2 separate regions of the Mus musculus genome follow, and region 2 is linked to region 1. A link is a contact called in public promoter capture Hi-C data. All regions are on one chromosome and are shown on one strand. The core of a region is the stretch at or near the end of the contact, and the rest is flanking DNA. Distances in the headings are between cores, read along the strand shown.

Evidence for each region. Capture Hi-C pulls out chosen DNA fragments and counts their contacts.
Region 2: a promoter capture Hi-C map of liver shows a contact between it and region 1. The contact joins the promoter of Rdh16f2 here to the promoter of Myo1a in region 1. A contact is called at or near these places in 2 of 39 promoter capture datasets (embryonic stem cells and pre-B cells), 3 of 484 Hi-C or Micro-C datasets (embryonic stem cells and nephron progenitors), 2 of 115 datasets of contacts at active chromatin or transcription factors (intestinal villus epithelium and trophoblast stem cells) and 3 of 9 other capture datasets (embryonic stem cells, liver and pancreatic islet).

What each region holds. Positions count from the first base shown.
Region 1 is chr10:127,703,407-127,707,127 of GRCm38.p6, forward strand. It overlaps Myo1a (myosin IA), which reads left to right and starts at 1,850. Exons shown (of 27, transcript NM_001081219.2): 1 at 1,850-1,963; 2 at 2,060-2,175; 3 at 2,418-2,512; 4 at 3,414-3,518; 5 at 3,721. The coding sequence starts at 1,850.
Region 2 is chr10:127,864,820-127,868,540 of GRCm38.p6, forward strand. It overlaps Rdh16f2 (RDH16 family member 2), which reads left to right and starts at 1,657. Exons shown (of 4, transcript NM_145424.2): 1 at 1,657-2,049. The coding sequence starts at 1,737.

The DNA.
Region 1 (3,721 bases), core at 600-3,099:
TTGTGAAGGGTTAAGGGAGCCACACCCTCAGCAGGAACAGCCCTGGACTTTGTGCTGAGCAGCCATCTCTCTGGCCTCTTCTGGCCTGAGTGGCACAGGGAGCCGGGGTGGAGAAGAGCAGCACAGAGGAAGGTCAGACTGAAGACATCTTTGACACCATGGACAGCTCCTGCTAACTAAGCCGCTGCTCCATCTTTGGAATCTGTGGCTCATACCCTTCCCATCAGACTGGGACTTGCTCCCCACCCCCATTCTCCAAGGGGCACCGAAGTACGCCCTTGTTTCTACTGTTGGGTAAGTCCTGCCCTGCCCTGTCACCTTGGGGTGCTCCTTCTGGGATCTGTTTCTTTTTTTCCTTTCTCACCTTCAGATAATCATACTTGTACTCCTCTCAATTCAAACTCAAAGCTGTGTTCCTATACCCTACCTCTGCTTCACACCCTTCCCTGCCAGGTTGCTTCAAAGACTCTGTGTGTGTGTGTGTATGTGTGTGTGTGTGTGTGCTCTCATGTGTGCACGCATGTGATGTGTACTCGCACACGCAGGTGGGAGAGACAGACAAAGACTGGATCTTACTTTGTACTTCAGGCTGGTCTGTGGTTCATTGTGCAGCCCAGGTTGATCTCAAACTTATGGCAATCCTCCTGCCTTGGCCTCCTGAATACTGTGATTACAGGCATAAGCCACCTCGGATGGCTACTTGCCTTTAATCTGAGAAATATGGGCTAATAGTACTATCCACTTCATGGGCTATTATAACTGTCAAGTTACAGTGTTTAGAGCTCTGTCTGTCCTGTGATGAACACTGCGTGTTTTCTAGAGACTGCTATCATCAGTATTCATGTGGTGCCCTAGGTATTTAGGAAGTTACTGGAGCTTGGGGAAACAAAATGAAGGAGAAAGAAGCCTGGATGCCTTCCTTGCCCTGTATGCTGTTCTCGTTCTTCCCCTAGGTTCAGAGAAGCCAGAGAGTGAGGGAATGTGTTGTACTCCTTCTAGGGAGTGGCACTGACCATTGTACTACTTCTGCTGCCCTGCCCACTCAGTCTGCTTGAGGAGAGCTTTTATTTCCTGCAGGAACACCTGCCACATGCTTGCAGCATGTGGCCCAGCCCAGCTCTCCCTGCCCCCAACCCTCAGAGTCCTCCCTGGAGCACTCTCCTTCCCCACTCCCACCAGCTACTAAAAAATGGGGTGTGTCTCTTTGGGCAAAGTCCATGCCAGAAGATGATAGGTATGGTATAAACTGTGAAGATTTTACAACTAAAGACGGAAGCAGGGGAGATAATGAGAGACCTCACAGTTGAGAAAGCCTACCCACTCCCATTTTCCACGGGCAGCTCTGACCTTTTGTTTACATTGCTGATCTCATCACTTTATCCAACATCTAAAAATGAAGTCACTGTGGTAATGGCAAGAAAGAGAGACCTCTTGGAGATGGGAATTGTAGAGGGATTAGGTGACTGAGACAGGGGTTGGATATAAGCACTGGAGCAAGGGGCCAGAGAGAGCGCCCCCCTCAGGAGGGAGGAGGGAGAGCACCTTGAATACCTGGCTGCAGAACAAAGCTTGGCTCACCCTTCTTCCAGCTTTCTCCTTTAAGCACAATTCTGCTCCCCTTCCCCTCAGGTGGGCAGACAGAGGTAGTCCTATCTGATGCCCATCTCACCCTCTACCCCGGGTTCCTCCACCTCCCTGGATGGCCAGGTTGGTCCAGAGACCCTTCTAGTCAGAGGGCTCTCCTGTAGGCCCTTATGCCTCCTTGCCCTCCCACCATGACTTAACTCTTAAGCTGAGCCATCAGCAGCAATTTACAGTGTTCACTCCTAGGACCCTCTAGCCTCTTGGCATGCCTCTCCTGGAAGGTCCCGTGGGGGTGGAAGACCTCATCCTCCTGGAGCCCCTAGATGAGGAGTCTCTGATCAAGAACCTCCAACTCCGTTATGAAAACAAAGAGATTTATGTGAGCTTGCCATGGGAGCCAGGCTGTGGGGGTACCCAGGGGGTTCCAGTATTCCTCCTGCCAGGCTCATCTGTCTCACCCTCCTTCTGACCCCAGACATACATTGGGAATGTGGTGATCTCAATGAACCCCTACGAGCAGCTTCCCATCTATGGACCAGAGTTCATTGCCAAATACCGGGACTATACTTTCTATGAGCTGAAGCCTCACATGTGAGTAAAGGGAACCAGAGGAGGGCTGACAAATGTCCATGAAGCATCCTCCTCTCCCCCTCCCCGGTCTTTCCCCAAAGGAGCTCCTCCAGCATCCCTCTTCCCCTGAGAATCCTTCCTAGACTCAGTTCTTGTCTGATCTGGATCACACGGGGAGGGTGGATGAACCCAGCGCTAAGGATTGGAAGATGATGCCCTTGGGCTGGCCTCACATTGACCACTGACCACTTCCTTCCCACAAGCTATGCTTTGGCAAATGTGGCCTACCAGTCACTGAAGGATCGGGACCGGGACCAGTGTATCCTCATCACAGGCGAGAGTGGAGCTGGCAAGACTGGTGAGGAGGCTCAAGGCTTGGGAGAGACCAGAGATGGTGTCTGGAGTCACCTCCTTATCTCTCCAAGCCAGGCCTGTCCCTGTCCTCTGTCCCCATTACTTCCTCTCTGGTTTTTCTTCCTTATTTTCTTTTTTAGGATTTTTACATTTTTTCTGTCTATATGTATATGACTGAGTGTGTGTATATATTTGCACCACAGACATGCGGGTACCTGCAGAAGGCAAAAGAGGCTGTCAGATCCTCTGGAACTGGAGTTGCAGGTGGTTTTGAGCCACCCAATGTGGGTGCTGGGAACTGAACCTAGGTCTTCTACAAGAGCCTCAAGTAACACATGGCAGTATTTGTGCATGCCCTCAGTCCCAGCACTCTATTTGTGCATGCCCTCAGTCCCAGCACTCTATTTGTGCATGCCCTCAGTCCCAGCACTCTATTTGTGCATGCCCTCAGTCCCAGCACTCTATTTGTGCATGCCCTCAGTCCCAGCACTCTATTTGTGCATGCCCTCAGTCCCAGCACTCAGGAGGCAGCAGCAGGAGGATCTCTGAGTTTGAGGCCAGGCTGGTCTACAGAGCAAGTCCCAGGACAGCCAGGGCTACCCAGAGACAACATCTCCAAAAACCAAGTGCACACGCACACGCACACTCACACACATACATTTGCGTGCACACACACAGAGCAGCAAGTGTTCTTAACCACTCCAGCCCAGTCCCTGTTTTTCTTACTGTTAGTGATGTGGTGTCAGAGCTAAATGGGATGGGAGTGAGCGTGCCCTGGCTGGGGACTCTGTGATAGTTAAGGAGGTAGAAGCGGTTGTGTCCTGGTCAAGGACTCTGATAGTTAACGGTGGGAGGGGGAGGGGGAGGGGGAGTGTCCTGACTCACTCAGAGTTTCTCCTGCACAGAGGCGAGTAAGCTAGTGATGTCCTACGTGGCTGCTGTCTGTGGGAAAGGAGAGCAGGTGAACTCTGTGAAGGAGCAGCTGCTTCAGTCAAACCCAGTGCTGGAAGGTGAGCCGCTACTCTCTACTCTCTTTATCCCCAGAGTCCCTTAGCCTTAGTAGACCCTCTTCCAAAATTGTGGTTTCCCTTCAGCATAAAAGCTACCATTGGTCAGCAGACTGGAAGGAGCTGTGCCCTCAGGTCTTTCCTCCTCTGGGCTCCAACTCTTGGGAGCTTCGGCCCCTCACTTTCTCTTTCTTCCCGTCCACAGC
Region 2 (3,721 bases), core at 407-2,906, 160 kb after region 1:
GTCTTTCAGTTCCGATTCCCAGTAAAGACTCAGTAGGAACAGCACATCATCAAGTCAGGAAACAGACTTGACAGTGGGCCTGTTTCCACCTTTTGCAGCACTGACTCCAGGCTCCACCTCTCCCCTTTTTGCATGAAGAAGAAAGGGTGGGTTAAGTGGGGTACACTGCCTTTTGGGAGAAAGTGTTTCCCCTTGGACTGAACTGGACTTCTGATCTCAGGAAATTGTTCTATTTCCACCTACCTCAACAGATCAGTGCAGCCTAGAGAGCAAAAGAGCTGTCTTGTTAAATATTCACAGGTTCTGACCTGGAATGGGTCCAGCCCACCCTCCCCAGGAAAGGGAAGAGAAGTAGCTGGGCACTGTCATTTGGGTTGTATGAGAATCAAGAGGGATGGATGGACTGAGGGAAACTCCATGAATCAAGGAAGTGTCTCAGGCTTTCTCTTCAGTCCTGTGGCTTCTGCAACAGAGTCACACCCACTTTCCTATCCTCTCTGACTTTATCCAGAAACTCCAAGGCTGGATCTAGATCCTGCTGTGTTTCAGAAGACCTAGATCCAACAAGAGGGCCCATCACTGTCAGGGTTGATATGGAAAGGACTGTAGGAGAGAGCATTGGGAAATGACCATAGAAGGAATGCTCTAGAGAACTCACTGTTGAAAGGATACAAGAACTAAGAGAAGCAATATCTGCATGTACTTTGGTCAAGAAAGCCCAGTTCTACATTTTGCAAGATGCAGTTCAGTGCTAGGATTCTGAGGACCTGTAGAGTGCTAACAGCCAGATGAAGGATGTCCTATTAGCTTCTGCAGATGCATGTGTAGGGAAAGGATTGGAGACAGGAGGACAAGGAATAGCAGCTGTACACCATTCAGGACCAGAAGCAGGAGAAGAGGAAGAGAAGATCAAATGCAGAGCAGACCCAGGGGCCCATTGGAGGGAGAGTAGCACAGTCAACATTGATAACCAAGGCCCAGACCTTAAGGTAGAGGTGTAGTCAAACCCATACTGGGGCACTTCCTGATAGAAACATGGTTCTTGAGAGGGCATGACAGTCTGAATCCTTGCAGGTTGGGACAGAAAGTTGTGGAAGTGTCAGGCAAGGGAATTGTGACGTCACTCCTGAAGGAAGGCACTGGGTTTCTTTTGAGCTGGAATCAGAATGCCATTCAGACATTCCCCAGACCAGGAGCCACACTACTCTAGAGTTTCTGAACAAGGCTTCCTGAGAAAGTAAGCATGAAATCCTGGCTCGGAGGAGCCATGGGAAGTCATGGAGGTCACCACTCAAGAACTCTCTGCTCATGTCTGCTTGAATCCAGACAGCCAGGAGAAGGGCCACTTGAGAGGGAAAGTCATTTCCTGCCTGACATCAACTCCTTAAGACATGATGTGTCTGGCTTCCTAGGCCTAACACCTTGTGTTCCTTTGAGGTCACCCTTCCATATTTGAGGCCTGCCCTTCTATCTTCTCAGGAGCTGCTGTATTAGGAGGCACCAGCTTTCCCAGTCCTCACTTGTTGTCCAGAGTCCAAATGAAGGTCACCAATCATTTCTCATTATGTTTACTACTTGCTGGTTTGTGGTTCCAGATTGCAGATGCAGAGACACAAGGGACTTTATACCAGAAGGCTAAAGTCCTCAACGCCTACAGCAGTCTGCAAGAGCAGATGCCAGGCTCATTTTGACTCTCTCTCTCTCTCTCTCTCTCTCTCTCTCCTCTTCTACAAACCATGTGGCTCTACATGGTGGCGCTACTGGGCCTGTGGATGCTCCTGCGCTTTTTTAGAGAGAGGCAAGTGGTGGACCATCTTCAAGACAAGTATGTCTTCATCACAGGCTGTGGCTCTGGCTTTGGGAACCTGCTGGCCAGACAGCTGGACAGGAGAGGCATGAGAGTGTTGGCTGCATGTCGGAAGGAGGAGGGAGCCGAGGAGCTGAGGAGAAAGACATCAGAAAGGCTGGAGACAGTGATCCTGGATGTCACCAAGACAGAGAATATTGTGGCAGCCACTCAGTGGGTGAAGGAGCGTGTTGGGAACAGAGGTACCATTGAGAATCCTGTCTGTGTTTTTGGTGCTCTCTATGTGTGTGAAGAGAAGGCCTGTGTAGTCCCCAAAGGATTCCTGGTGGTGGTGAGTGTGGAGTTGGAGTCACTGCAGACTCTGCTCCTCTCCAGCACATCAGTCTATCCTCTTAGCTCTATACCTTATTCTCCAAGGTGACCCAGGACTAATTGTTACAAATGGCTGCTTGCTAGAGGTTATACTATATGTCCACTTTCCTTCCTCAGTGCTGGCTCGCTGTCTCCTTGAGCCTGTGCAGGAGTTACGTGTACTGCTACAGTCCTGTGAGTTCATGTGAGCAGCATTCCTCATGTGTCTGTAAGACAGTCTCCTTGGAGTCAGCCATCACCTCTGGCTCTTAAAATGTTTCTGCCTCCTCATCCTCATAGATGACTCTGCCGTTTAGGACTGAGTGTGCCAGAGTCTCTTACTCTCTCCAACATTGTGCAGTTGTGTGTCTCTGTGTTAATTCTTATCTATGGCCAGACACAGTTTTGTGGATGGAGATTGATCGAGGCACTAGACTTGGAGTGCTGTTAGTAATATGCATTAAGGATCATGTTACTGTGTGTCCCCTTAGCAGAAGGATAATATTCAATCTTCCCATAGAACTATGACCTATCTAGTATCAGGTTCTTGGCCACTTTAGTAGTGTTATTATGGTTTTCATCTCAGAGAGCGGTTCTTAAATCTAATGAAAAATGTATAGTTACCCCCATGACACATTGGTGCATTAAAGGCAGGTCACTGTTGTAGATCACAGGGCCTGAGCCTGTGTAATAGTAACGACTCCCTCTCTCCTCTGGGAGTGTACAGAGTATCTTCTGGCACCTGGCATGCTAAACTGTAGCAATGAAGATTTTCGTTGTGTGGGGTAGTGGATATAGGGGGAAAAAAGGGGGTGGGAGAGAGCCTGCATCCTGCCAGAGTTCCAGTGCTCTAGGCAGGCAGATGCAGGAGGACTGCCAGATGCTTTCCATGTGGCCCCGGGTGAGCATCTGGCTGTGTGAAGCCACTAACCCCACATGGCAGAGGGTGGACAAGGAGCAACCCCTGGTACCAGGTTCTCAGCCTCCGGCATCCCATGCTGGATACGGCAGAGTTGCTGAGAACAGAATAGGGGCCCTGGGGGAGTACTCATATGGGAAGCGAGAACAGAGGAAGAGGTGGCTCTGGGTGGTTCCCACGCAAGTGAGAGTCTTTAGTCCGGTCCGTGGCTGTAACATAGGAAGGCCTTCTGTCAGGAGATTAGGCATGGCTCGTGAAGAGAAAGCCTATTCCATCATTCAAGCACGGCAGGTCTTGATGAACAGAGACAGTCTATGATTTTAGAGCTTTGTTGTAAAGAGGCAGAGGGAAAGAGAGAAGGTAGAAAAAGAGAGAGACTGGCCATGGCCAAGAGGAGAGAAGGGGGAAAAGGAGAGAGAGAAGAAAGGCTAGAGAGTAAGAGAGGTAAAAGCTTAAGAGAGAGTAAGAAAGCTCAAACAAAGTGAGGAGGGGCCAAGCAGCCCCTCTTTTTTTTTTTTTTCTTTTTTCTTTTTTTTTTTAATTAGGTATTTTCCTCGTTTACATTTTCAATGCTATCCCAAAGGTCCCCCATACCCACCCCCCCAATCCCCTACCCACCCACTGCCCCTTTTTGGCCCTGGTGT